Regions from separate parts of the Ovis aries genome. Here all the other regions are linked to region 2. The links are chromatin contacts, called in public Hi-C maps. All regions are on one chromosome and are shown on one strand. The core of a region is the stretch at or near the end of the contact, and the rest is flanking DNA. Distances in the headings are between cores, read along the strand shown.

Region 1 (4,124 bases), core at 990-3,489, 230 kb before region 2:
TGATCCCTGGTCCGGGAAGACCTTACATGCTGTGGAGCAACTACTCCCGAGCGCTCCAATTACTGAAGCCTGCTCACCTAGAGCCTGTGCCCCTCAACAAGAGAAGCCACCGCAGCAAGAAGTCCAATGCACCACAACGAAGAGTAGTCACTGCTCACCCCAACTAGAGAAAGCCTGAGCAAAGCACCGAAGATCTAGCTCAGCCAAAAATAAATAAATCTTAAACAAAATATAACACAAATAAAAAACAATGACCAGCAGGTTGACTTTAGACTCTCCTGATTCTATAAACAGATTAATAAAGTAACAGGGCAGTAGCTTTGCAGGAATGAAAGTACTAGATAATGACCATGCAACCATTTTTAAATGCCAGGAGCTCAAACAGGCTGATTGAAACCCGATCTCCTGCCATCTGGGAACTATGAATCCCTTGAACTATTAGCTCCTTACATCTCCTGGCTTTAAAATTAAATCTTATTCCACAGGGTCATTCTACACTTTATTTATTTATTTACACCCCGCCTTGTTCCAGAAAGGATTTAACTGGGCATATTCTATAGTTAGTCATAAGTAGAATGACTCCTTGATTTAAAAACGAGAGAAAGCAGGGAGTGATCCAATGGCCCCACCCAAGCACACATCAAAACTCTTCAACCCCATGTTAGTTGGAGAAGCCCATTTGTAGGCAAACCACCCACCAACCACTGAGAACGACTAGTTTAGCACACCCTTGCCTTCCAGATCTCTACCTCCTTAGAGGCTGCCTCTTCTCTTCTAACCACCAAGTAGAGAAGACATCTAATGGAAGTACTTCCTCCTGAAAGTGGTGCCAAGACTCGCTGAACAACCTTAGCCTTTCTGGTTTTTATAGGCCTTTACTTGAAAGGTCTTTTACTCTGTCTCCCGCCTTCTCATCTGTGAGATGAGAGCCATGTCCGCCTTTTGTCACAGGGATGAATAAGCACATCTGTGAAAGCACCTTGGAAAAGGTGCACAAAAGGCTGTGACCTCCCAGATTGAAGCCAAACATCACCATGGCTCGGCCTGGCACACCCACCCCACACCGCGCAAGTCGAGGTCAGGCCATCAAAAGTGTTGCAAGCTTTGCTGCAGTGGGTCAGCAGGAATCCAGCAGGCCAACAGCAGGAACCAGCTAACGTGTGCCTGGCCATGCCACTCCTCAGATCTGAGTGTGTTCATTGAAGCCCACAGTCAGGGAAGAGGAAGGAAGAGGAGCTGGGGAGACCAGATCATCCTCAAACACTGGAGCAGGAAGCCAGGTCATGCCTCTCTTGAGGAAGTAGAGGGTTGGGGCCAGACTAAGGAGGGAAGCCAGTTTCTAGGGTATGTGTTTTGAGGTAGGAAACAAGCTGAAGGGGGGTAGGGTGGGGTTAAGTATCAGCAGGTAGGGGATATTATGGGGAGACAAATGGGGAGATAAGGATGTGTGAGGTCTTGCCAGAGGGCGAGGATCTTCACAGGGAAAATGAGGGAGGAGGCTGCGGTTTTCATATGGGACACGGGAGGGGGCTAGAGCTTACATCTCCACAGGAAAAGAGTGAGGTGGAAGTGTCTCACCACAGGGGAGAGGGGATTGGTGGGGGAGGATTGGGTGGCTGGAATGGTAGTCTGTCCATACAGAAACAGAAGATGGGGGGTTTCTTGCTACAAGGAAGATGGGAAGGCTGAGGGTCTCTGCAGGTTAAAGAACTGAGGCTGAGGTCTCTACACAGAAAACAGATGCTCAGGAGGAACGCCCAGGAGAAAGAGGAGGATGAAGTGGTCTCCATGAGGGGAAAAGAGGAGTAACCATGGGGGTGGGGTGCGGTGGGTAGTCTCCAAGGGGCGGGGTTGGGGCTGGTGGGCGGGCTTTGGTTCAAGGGAGATCGCGGTTGGGGGAGGGGGAGGGGGAGAGGAAGTGTGTTTGGCAGGGTTGGCCTCGGGGTTGTCTGCAAAGGGAGGTCGGGGTTAGCTCAGGGGAGTGGGGTCTCCACAAGGGCCCAATCTCACCGTCTGCCAGGGCCTCATTGCACTCAAAGCTGATCTCGAACCGGAAAGGGCTGTGGAAAGGGCTCGGATTCTCCAGCACCGCCACGTTCAATACTGACACTTTAGCCATCGCCTCGTCGGGTCACGGCTGAGGCCAGAGCTGGGGCCGAGCCCGCGCCTGGGTCCTGTCGGGTCAGCGGCGAAGCTCTGCCCAAACCCGCTCCCGCCTCCTCTGACCGCGATCTGAAGTGCGTATCTAGTCCGCGCGCCTCCTTCAAATAGCCGGCTCTCACCCTACGGCCAATCACCGTCAACGCTCCACGACTGCGCGAGTGCTTCCTCAGCCAATCCTGGAGCGCCGGTCGGCGCGCGCCGAGACTCCCGAGACCAATCCGTGGAGCTCCATCTCAGGGATGAGCGAGGGAGGCGGGACCGTCTCTAGGCTTCTTTGGTGTCCGCGGGGAACCAATCCCCAGAGTCTCCGACTCGGACGTCCAGGGAGGGGTGGGCGGGGTCAGAGCGCCTGGCTCTTCTTGGCCAATCCCTAGGGTCCCCGCACCAGCGTGGTCCGCGATTAGCCCCGCCTTTCCGGGAGACTCTTCCAGCTGGGGGCAGCGCAGTCAACCGCCGAGTGGTGGCGCACAGCGCTCGCTTAAGCGGGAAGGAAGGGACGTGCTGGACTTGCAGTGATTGGCAGGCAGAAATGGGGCGGAGATAAAGCAGGTTTCCTGAGAGGTGATTGGCTGAGTTGGCTGCGGGGGCGGGAGAAGAGAAGACGCGGCCGGGGATTCGTGGAAGTGGAGCGGAAGTCGGCCGCTGACGCGGTTGAGCAGAGTGTGAAGAGAAAGGAGCAGCGTTTGCGGCATCGGCATCTGTCAGCAGGTGAGCGTTGCCGGAAGTTTCTCTAAGGGGCTCCTGGCCCCGCAGACCCGGCAGGCTGGGCGTCCGTTGTGAACGTTGTGAACGTTTAACTCACCCTTGAGCGCAGACGGTGCCGCGCTAACGCGGCGCTCTGGGGCCCGGGACCCGGTAGTCGGGCCTGGTTCGAATCAGGTTCTTACTTGAGAGCCCCTGGGGAGGTTTCAGGTGGACGGCGCTGAATGGGATTTCGAATCCGGCCTCTGCCACGCACCACCCGAGGCCTCATTTCCCTGCTCATTGAACGGGGTGATGAAATTTTACTGGCCTGACTTATGACTACATAATACATCTAGAAACTTCTTTCCACTCCCAGGCGTAGGCGGGACCACCGTCGCCCCCTGTCTGGAAGACTCGAGGGGCCGCCGCATTCCTTTAGTCCGCTTCCACGGGCGTCAACAAACCTAATCTTAAACTTTTCTATAGTAGCCACGTTACATATATATATATAAATATATTAAACTTAATGTAGTATAGCCAGAATATCATTTCAACATGTGATCGGTATTAAAAAAAAACAAACACGAACCTGAGGTATCTTTATTTTGTTACCTAGTACTAACGGTTTGAAAACCTGTGTATTTTACACGTTACACCACAGCTGTGATCCGGACGCTAGGTTTTCACCGGAAATAGTTGAGGTTTCATAAAATTTACAGTTGAAATGGAGATTCACATGCCCAAGTGTTTCCCAACATACGTTAAAATTTCCCATGAACTCAATCTCATGTCGGTGATAAATTGAAATATTAATTAATGAAAGTTAAGCGACGTGGAATGTTCTGTTTCACAGTGGCACTAGCCACACTGAGGTGCTTGTCATCCCCTGTGGCTTCCGATATTGGATAGCCAAAACCAACTTCAGCCAAACTGACCTTTTTGTTTCATAAAATCTGACATGACACCCCCCACCTCTTTTCTGGTGCCTCCTTGTTATTCAAGTCTCTGCTCAAATTTCTTCGGAGAATCCAAGAGCCCCCTGGACAACATTCAAATTCGTGGAACATAAGCCTGAACGGTACATTTCAAGCCACTAGGATTTCTTATCCATCCACCTCTGTGGCCTCGTGATGCTCAGAATATTCTCTCTCTTTTTTTTTTTTTTTTTTTGTATCTCCATCTCAAGTAGGATTGAAAGGATTCTTCCCCTCATTGAAACGATTTGGCTGCAAGAAAATTCCCATTATGATTGGCTCTGGGTTCTTGGCAGTCATTGG
Region 2 (4,524 bases), core at 1,704-4,203:
CAGGAGACCTGGAGTCACTGGGTCAGTCTTCCAAGCACGTCACAGCCACTCACCTGCTCTCAGGCCTCGAAGAGATCCTGAGGACCCTGGCCAGAGCCATACCTAAAGGCTCCTTCACCTACCGTTCGGATGATGACACAGGTGAGACCACGTCCTGCTCCACCCCAGCCCCCCAGGACCCCCTCCCACACCCAGGGCCCCCGATCACTGTACCCTCTCTTCTCAGAGCTGTCCCTGGTGGTCCAGGAGCAGGGGAAAGGAAACGTCACCGTGGGCCAGAGCCATGCACGGATACTGCTGGACTGGGCTGTGGCAGCTGCAGCCGGGGAGTCAGGTAATGGCAGGCACCCAGAGCGGGCACTCCAGGGAAAGGGAGGGAGAAGCTAGGATATGGCTAGGATACAGGAAAGATTGAGGGAAAGAGGAAAGGGGGCGACAGAGGATGAGATGGTTGGATGGCATCACTGACTCAATGGGTGTGAGTTTGAGCAAGCTCCAGAAGATGGTGAAGGACGGGGAAGCCTGGCGTGCTGCAGTCCATGGGGTCGCAAAGAGTCGGACATGCCTGAGGGACTGAACAACACAGCTTCAGAATATGCAGCCACAGGAAGCTGAGCCTTGGGGCGGGACTCTGGGCATCATGGCAGACGGGCGAGCTTGAATTAGACATCTTCAGAGGAAGGATGGGGCACAGAAGCAAGCAGAGCAGAAGGGAGCCAGCATGTCTGTCCCCTAGGCCCCTCCGTGGTGGGCATCCTCTCCAGTCTGAACATGAAAAAACTGCTGGCCAATGCCTCTTTGAAACTGGACTTGGAGAAGCTGAAAGAGACCTACGAGAGTCCTGTCCGAGGTGCCAAGGTCACGCTTCTCTCAGCGGTCAGCTCTGTCTTTCTGAGCAACCCCAACACTGAGAAACTCGACTCCAATGTCTCCTTTGCCTTCACCCTCCATGTGAGTCCTGGGGTGGGGAGGGCAATCAGCCACACTGCTCACCCCATAGCCAAGGTCCCTGTGGTCTCTCAGCAGCTTCCGTTCCCCCACCCCCATGCACTGTGCTGCTTCCTTACACGTGCCTCAGGGCCTTGACACGTGCCCTCTGCCTGGGACACCTTTCCGCCACGATTCAGTCCTTAACCTGTCAACTCGTTCACATGTCCCCTACTCTTCTAGGCCTTCCTGGACCTGCTTGTTTAAATTACAATCTGTAATCACACCCCACCTTTCCCCTTTGCTCTTTTCTTTCGCATTCAGCACCTGCTAACACACTATCTAGTTTACTTATTTATTAGGTGTATTATTTTCTGTCTGTCTCCCCCACTAGAATGTCAGCCCAGAAGGACAGGGATTTCTGTCTCCCCAGTTCACTCCCAGGTCCCCTGGCCTGGCACACACAGTCCTCTTTGGGGTCCACCCAAGCCCAGTACCCACGAGAGGGTTCCAGGCTAACTTCTATGACCACCTCTCCCTAGGAACAGCCTGAGCTCAAGCCACGGCAGGAGCTGATCTGTGCCTTCTGGAAGAATGACGGCAACGGGAACGGGTCCTGGGCCACCTCGGGCTGCTGGAGGATGGGCAGCGGCAACGGAAGCGTCACCTGCCAGTGCAGCCACCTAAGCAGCTTTGCCATCCTCATGGCCCACTATGACGTGGAGGTGAGCAGACGGGGCCATCCTCAGAAACCCACTGTGGCACGGCTGGCTCAGGCGGGACAGGCAGCTGGTTTCAGTGGAATGGTCCAAAAGGTTCCGCGTGGTTGCACAGACCAGATGCAGCCCCTTGCTTGGGACCCCTAGACCTCCACATGACTCAGCAACTAGAGAGAGTGGCCTGGCACCACGGGCCTTACTTCAGCCAGTGCCCCTCTGATGGCCCACCCCCAGCAAGTTGTTGTTTAGTCATTAAGTCGTGTCCAATTCTTTCATGACCCCACAGACTGTAGACCGCCAGGCTCCTCTCTCCATGAGATTCTCCTGGCAAGAATACTAGAGTGGGTTGCCTTTTCCTCTTCCGGGGGATGTTCCTGACCCAGAGATCAAATCAGCATCTCCTAGTGGATTGGCAGGTGGATTCTTTACCACTGAGCCACTGGGGAACCTCCATCAAGTTGTTAAATATTGCTAAAAGCTCCTGAGGGATCCATAGATACACTGGGCCATGTGAATACCTGGAATGGGTCAGGCAGAGTAGGGGAGGCTGGTGGTCCAGGCCCAAGGCCCAGGAAGGACACAAATGTGGGTTTTGATGAGCTCATAGTTGCAGCGAGGTGTTGGAGGGGCAAGAGATGAGATGGAGATGAGGGTCAGAGAGGTGGGCTCATCAGTGTAGAGAAAGAAGGTTGCAGCCATTGAGGATACACGGGGGATCGTCTAAGGTCTGGGTGTGTAGTGGGGCACTCATCCAGAGGAACTGGGGATGCCTGCTGCACACATGGGTGCGGGGGTGGTGGTATATAGGGTGAGAGATATGGTAGGTTTATTCAGATGTTGATGGTAGTGGAGGTGGAGGGAGATGAGCCACCTGATCAGAGTCCTGCAGGCCAGGTCCCAGGTGGGTGTGGATGGGTGGTGAGGCCCACAAGGAGGGCAGGAAGGCCTCAGGGTGCTGATGGAGTCCCGCCCGCCCGTCCTGCATCTAGGACCCGAAGCTGGCCTTGATCACCAAGGTGGGACTGGCGCTGTCGCTGGCCTGCCTGCTGCTGTGCATCCTCACCTTCCTGCTGGTGCGGCCCATCCAGGGCTCGCGCACCACGGTGCACCTGCACCTCTGCATCTGCCTCTTCGTGGGCTCCGCCATCTTCCTGGCGGGCATCGAGAACGAAGGCGGCGAGGTGAGGCCCCGCCCCGTGGAGCGCCCCACTCGCACCTGGGCGCTAGACCTGCGAGGGCCGGGAGTGGGATAGCTCCGCCTACTCCAGCTGGGTGGGGCGGTCGGCCTCCCCTCAGCGGAAGCATATGGTCCTGCGCATTCCCTGCTTCTGCGTCCAGTCCCGGACCCGCCCACCGCTGACGTCACCGCCCCGCCCCTCCGCCCTCGCCCCGCAGGTGGGGACGCGCTGCCGCCTGGTGGCCGTGCTGCTGCACTACTGCTTCCTGGCCGCCTTCTGCTGGATGAGCCTCGAGGGCGTGGAGCTCTACTTCCTCGTGGTGCGCGTGTTCCAGGGCCAAGGCCTGAGAAAGCTCTGGCTCTGCCTGATCGGTTACGGCGTGCCCTTGATCATCGTGGGCATCTCGGCAGGCGCCTACAGCAAGGGCTATGGCCGCGAGAAATTGTGAGCGGAGGTGGTGGGAAGGCCAGGGCTTGGGGGTTGCACGGAGCCGTTGCTCCCCTCTGGACTTACTGGGTGCTGACCAGACCCTCCCTTCTTGCCCAGCTGCTGGTTGAATTTCGAGGGTGGCTTCCTCTGGAGCTTTGTGGGACCTGTGACCTTCATCGTTTTGGTAACTGTCTCACCTCGCCCCATCCCACACCCCTGAAAATCTGAAGCACTCAGCTCCACACTGAGCCCCTCTACCAGCTTTCTCCCTGCGAGTTCCAAAGATACCCCCTAATCTGAATTCTTTGCTTCCTGCCCAGGGCAATGCTATCATCTTTGTGATTACTGTCTGGAAACTCACTCAGAAGTTTTCTGAAATCAACCCTGACATAAAGAAATTAAAGAAAGTCAGGTGAGAAGACAGGCAGGGAGGGGGGCCGACAGAAGAGGTGGGTGTGTGAGGAGGGGCCCCCAGCTGCAACCGGCCGCCTCCCCGCAGGGTGCTGACCATCACCGCCATCGCCCAGCTCTTCGTGTTGGGCTGCACCTGGGTCTTCGGCCTGCTCCTCTTCGACCCAGAGAGCTGGGTGCTGTCCTACATCTTCAGCATCCTCAACTGCCTGCAGGGCTTCTTCCTCTTCGTGCTGTACTGCCTCCTCAACAAAAAGGTGGGCAGGCCAGGCTGAGGGCGGTGCCGGGCCCTCCTCCTGTCCTGGGGCCCACCCCCCCCTGACCTGGCCCGTGTGCCCCACAGGTGAGAGAGGAGTACCGCAAGTGGGCCTGCATGGTTGCTGGGAACAGGTACTCCGAGTTCGCCACAACCACCTCTGCGTCTGGCTCTAGCCACAATCAGACTCAGGTAAGGGCTGAGCCTGCGGTAGGGGGTGCAGGACCGAAGGCCCCCGGGTCTCTGGGCTCCGTTCTGACAGGGCGCTCCTTTCTCTCCAGGCCCTCAGGCCCTCAGAGTCTGGCATGTGAAGACGCAGTTCTGGCCAAACCAGCAGCTCCTGTGGCCTCAGCAGCTTTTGCACACACAGATGACCTCCTCTCCTCCCTCTCTGCTCTGCTCCCTCCTGCCTCGGGCCCCGCACGCACCACGGAGAGGAGGGTGACAGCCACCGTCTGGTACCGAACCCCTGAACACCCAGCAAGGGTGGCGGGTCGGACCTACTTCTGCTGCCTCTCAGCTCCGCCCCGGTCAGCACCCAGGGTAGGGGCAGCCCCCTCAAGTACACCAGGCCCGGAAAGAATGAGGACTCGTGCCCAGCCCG
Region 3 (4,453 bases), core at 870-3,369, 160 kb before region 2:
CCCCTCCCCCTGCTCCCCCAGCTCACCACATGTTTGGATGTGGGCAGAGGAACCCAGGCCCCGGGTCCTGCAGGAACCAGGAGGAAAGGGGGCCCTGTCTCAAGGCTGCGACGGAGGGACACCCACTCGGCTGCCATGACTGTGTGCGCGCGCGGGGGGCGGGGGATGGGGGAGGGAGGAGCGGACCGCGAGGAAGGTCCAGAGAGGGGCCGGGCAGGGATGGGGCTGGGCGCTGACCGAGACTGGAAGGTTAGGGCCAGGGATGCGTGTGAGGGCTGTGTGCGGGCGGGGGCGGTGCGCCTGTGGGGCCACTTTTTGGCCACGGCGGGAGCACACACACAGCGCTGCCCAGGCTCTTCTGGCACGGACTCCCGTCCCAGACAGATGGAAAGATGACAATTGAAACCCCAAGCTCTCCTCGGCGAACACCTGGGAGAGTGGGAGGGCTGGCCCTCAAAGCCCGAATCCGGGTGGATGAACCCCAACAGCTTCCCAGGCTTAACCCGGTACCGCGGAGGGAAGATGCTGTCGACGGCTACGGCCGGCCAGACACCCAGTCAGACCCCTCCCCATCCCCCGCGCCTCTGCCTCCCAGAGAAAAACAACCCCCAGCCCGGCTTCGTGGGGTGCCAGCCCCCGACACGGCTCCTCCGGGGGCTGGGGCCGGCGCGCGGCGCGCACACGCACCCTCTCCGCTCACACCCAGACACCTACACAAACAGGGCGCCAAGCACCCGCGCGCACACGCACCGGGGACACGCAGGCACTGCCGCGCCGCTTCCCCACAAAGGCTGGCGCGCGCGCGGGCACACGCAGCCACGCGCGGGCACACTCGCGGCTCCCTCCCCCCACGGGCACCCCGCGGCCGCGCATCCGCACACCCCCGACAGTCCACGGGGGCTGCCCCTCCCGGCCCCCTCACCGGTGGGGTGAGGTGCAGGCCGCCCTCCATCCCCCTCGCGCTCAGGTGCTGTGACCCGCGGTTCCAGCATCCCCTCCCCCTTCCTGGCCCGGGCTCCCATCCTCCCTACCTCGGCCCCCACACCTGGCCCAGGTACGGCGTCTCCCTCGCCCGGGGTCCTTAGACACTCACCTGTCCAGCGCTGCTCCGGGGTCGGCCTTGCGCGTCTCTCCTGCGGCTCCGCGAACCCAGGACCCCTGCCCGGCACATCTCCCGGAACCGGGACAGGGGGGAAATCGGGCGAGGGGTAGCGGGGCCCAGAACCGCTGTCACCAACCAAAAATTAAAAAAAAAAAAAAAAAAGAAGAAGAAGAAGAAGAAGCGGATTACACAGCTCCAAAGGCGGCCCCCTCGCGGCGGCAGAGACTCGGGGCTGGGGGCGAGCGTCCGCGCCCCTCCCGGGGAGGGAGGCGGCGGGGCGGGGGCGGTGTCAGAGCTCCGGGGGCTGGGGCGAGGCGGAGCCCCCCGAGGCGGCGCCAACAGCTGCCCGCATCTTCCCCGCAGCTCCGCGGCCCCGACGGAGGCGGCACGTGTGCGCCCAGGCGACTTCCCAGCCCCCTCCGACGGCGGCAGCCGAGGGGTTAACGGAGCAGCTAGGGAGCCCCTGCAGCCCCCCGCCGCCCGGCGGCGCCGCTCCGGGGCCCACGCGGCCCCATTCGCCGGGGCCTCCTCGGCAGACGGCGGGGCGGGGGCGCCGCAGCGCCGACAACTCCCGCGCCGACGGCTCGGGCTCCCCGCAGTGGCCACGGGGGGCTCGGGTAGGGGGCGGGCGGCGCGGAGCTTGTTGCGGGGGGGCGCGGTTGTAGGCGGGCGCGGCGGCGTCGCGCCCCCGGGGTGGCCAGATGGGGGGGCGCCGGGCCGGGCCCGTGGGCACCGCAGGACGCGCGGACCGAGCGGGCGCCGGGCACCAGCAATGACAAGCCGCCTGCTCGCCCCTCTCCCCGGCGCACCCGCTCCGGGAGGGGGACGGCGGGCACGCACAAAACCCGGCCCGGAACCGCCGCCCGGGACCGGCCGCCGCAACCTGCCCCAGCGCACCGGAGGCCGGCCCGAAAACCCGAGATGGACTTTCCTCCCCTTCGCCCCCACCTCTAGTCCCTATGGAAAAACCGGGAGAGGGAAGGAGATGTGCTGGATCCCAGCGTTGGAACGGGAAGTGGGGGAGGGGAGACAGGCTGGAGGAAGACCCGGAGCGGATTTTGCAGGTAGTGGAGTAAAAGGCGCTTTGCCCGGTGAGGGGAGAAATGAGAGCGATCTGGAAGGGGTCTGCAAAACCCGGGTTGGATTAGACAGAGATGGGAGGAACGAAGGCAGCTGCGACAGGGCCAAATGCACCCCGGGCACGCAAATTTCGGGCCGGATTCTTCCTCGGGAGACGGAGTAATGCGTCATGCCTAATGCAGTGGAAACAAGCAAGACCTGGCCTAGAGTTTCCAGACCTGGGCTCGCAGGGGGCTCCGGGAGGGGGCTATTTAGTGGCTGAGGCGGCGTGGGCTGCCCTCGTCTTCCTGGCAGCGACGTGCAAGAAGGAGGGGCAAAAGGAGGGCTGGACTCGGGCACGAAAGGATCTGGAGCGCCGGCTGCACCGAAGCAGGCAGGTAAAAGCGGTTTCAGGATCCAGGGGCGATGCGAAGGGAATGCAATGAGGAGGCTGCTACCCTGGGAGACCAGACCTACAATATAAGGCAAGGGAAGACCGTAAAGCCAGGACTGGAGTGTGCGGGATGGGACAAGACCCTAGCTAAAGATCTGTGGCAACTGGTCAAGGACTGGGAACTGACCGGGTCGCAGGAGCGGAGAGGGTGGGTGTTTGGGGGAGGTTAGTATCTATAAACGCCTCAAAGGTCTTGCTTTGGGTTGGGGGGGGGGGCGAGAGAAAAAATTGCATTTTAGGTTTTCGGCAAGAGCAAAAACTCGGTATGGATTTCCGCAGCCGAGCGACTATACTGCAGCCGGTGGACTTGAAGTAGGACAAGGAACCAGCGGGTTCCTAGGCATCTGGCCGAGTGAGGCCTGGGGCCGGCTTCATGCTGAAGCTGCAGAAGGGAGCCCCGCACCCCATCTCCCTGGTTGGGGAAGGCAGTCCGACTTGGCGTGGATTCCCAGAGCCAGAGCTGTGACTGCCAAGACCCACAGTGGGGGCTATAAAACCGGGCCCCAGGCCAAAAATAGGCACTTTGGCAGAATAGACAGCTCAGTGCAGGGTGGGGGCTGAGGTAAAACTAGAGGGGGGCAGGTACTAGAAGGTCCTGAGAGGTAAGACCCGGTGAGGATCTCGGGAGAGTGGACCTGGAAGCCTGGCCCTGGAAGCCTGGCGTTTTATGAAGGTAGGGTGCAAGGGGAAGACTGATGGATGGGAAGGAGCAAATCCCTGGTTTGGATCCTCAGGGAAGGGAACCATCCAGTGGCAGGCTAATTAGCACGCGGGCCAGAGCATACAAAGTCCAGGCCGAATCTCAGGTAGACACAGAACAGGCAATAGTGGGGAGAGTGGGGCAGACAAGTCTGACCTGGATTATAGAGGAAGGGGATGTGCTGAGGATGAGGAAGATGGCAAACCCTGGTCTCTATCTCCAGGGAAGAGAATGCATTGCCATTCCAACTTGGCTCTGCAGAATGGGTGAGGAATTGGGAAACAGCATGGAAGTAGCAATGGAAAGGGTTGGGGTAATAAATAGATAAAACTTGGGGCAGGCTTAGAGGGGCACTATAAAAATCTAAGAAACCCTAAGAGGAACATCTGCAAGTGAATGAACCCATCCTCTAAAAATCCCTTCCCAGAAGCCTGAATTTAGGGAAAAGCAGAGACTCCCCAGGTGGTACAGTGGTAAAGAATCCATCTGCCAGTGCAGGAGATGCTAGAGATGTGAGTTGGATCCCTGGCTCGGGAAGATACCCTGAAGAAGGGAATGACAACCCACTCCAGTATTCTTGCCTGGAAAATTCCACGGACACAGTCTACAGTCCATGGGGTTGCAAAGACTTGAACAGGACTGAGCATGCTCAGAGACGCCAGACTTCCAGGCTGACCTGGTAACCAGGGGCTACCTCTATGGCACCCACCACCCTCCACCTGCTTCTGTGGGCAACCATCATTTCAGGACTGGGCAGGGATTCTTATAGCCTGGAACTGGGGCCAAATAGAGCCCGCAGACTTCAAGGGTGGAGACAGTAGGCAGCTAACTTCATTCCTCCTTCACACCCAGGGTTCCGTGTCTGTAGACCTTGGGCCTTAAATATGGATGGCCAGGCCCATCGGCTGGATCTAAGGGGCCAAATATGTATGAAGTGGAGATTGGTGGCTGCGGAGGGTGTCCTATCCATCTATGGTTGGTGCAGTACCAGGATGGGAGAATGGGGGAGGTTTCGCTTCTCCACGCGTCAGTTTCCCACTTTGAAATATCTCCGCAGCACCTGGTAGGATCCATGAAAGGCTTTGGCGGTACCGCAGGGGGCAACCAGGAACCCTCCCCCACATCCACACAGCCAGCT

What was found. Hi-C and Micro-C count contacts between places; a contact is called where the count stands out from the background.
Region 1: a contact with region 2 is called in a Hi-C map of hypothalamus, with 5 times the contacts expected there. The contact joins the promoter of ASF1B here to the enhancer-like site in region 2. A contact is called at or near these places in 5 of 16 Hi-C or Micro-C datasets (blood, hypothalamus, omental adipose tissue and 1 more).
Region 3: a contact with region 2 is called in a Hi-C map of hypothalamus, with 2.4 times the contacts expected there. The contact joins the promoter of ADGRL1 here to the enhancer-like site in region 2. A contact is called at or near these places in 4 of 16 Hi-C or Micro-C datasets (blood, hypothalamus and tail adipose tissue).

The regions. Positions count from the first base shown.
Region 1 is chr5:9,899,440-9,903,563 of ARS-UI_Ramb_v3.0, reverse strand. It overlaps ASF1B (anti-silencing function 1B histone chaperone), which reads right to left and starts at 2,239. Exons shown (of 4, transcript XM_004008474.4): 1 at 2,011-2,239. The coding sequence starts at 2,119. LOC121819593 (a long non-coding RNA gene) reads left to right here and starts at 2,818. Exons shown (of 2, transcript XR_006059832.2): 1 at 2,818-2,871; 2 at 3,224-4,124.
Region 2 is chr5:9,673,605-9,678,128 of ARS-UI_Ramb_v3.0, reverse strand. It overlaps ADGRE5 (adhesion G protein-coupled receptor E5), which reads left to right. Exons shown (of 19, transcript XM_060416267.1): 9 at 1-141; 10 at 227-334; 11 at 737-951; 12 at 1,470-1,652; 13 at 2,636-2,827; 14 at 3,042-3,268; 15 at 3,371-3,437; 16 at 3,574-3,665; 17 at 3,753-3,921; 18 at 4,008-4,112; 19 at 4,202-4,524. The coding sequence ends at 4,231. Among named protein-coding and RNA genes, the nearest start is that of DDX39A, 11 kb to the right of the region's middle. Within about 2 kb of position 2,953, at least 26 of the 54 cell types and tissues checked have an H3K27ac peak or open chromatin away from gene starts, as enhancers often do. A contact at or near this core is called in hypothalamus, where this site is marked.
Region 3 is chr5:9,831,201-9,835,653 of ARS-UI_Ramb_v3.0, reverse strand. It overlaps ADGRL1 (adhesion G protein-coupled receptor L1), which reads right to left and starts at 2,119. Exons shown (of 24, transcript XM_060416268.1): 1 at 2,051-2,119; 2 at 1,094-1,227. LOC105610497 (a long non-coding RNA gene) reads left to right here and starts at 2,498. Exons shown (of 2, transcript XR_006059833.2): 1 at 2,498-2,559.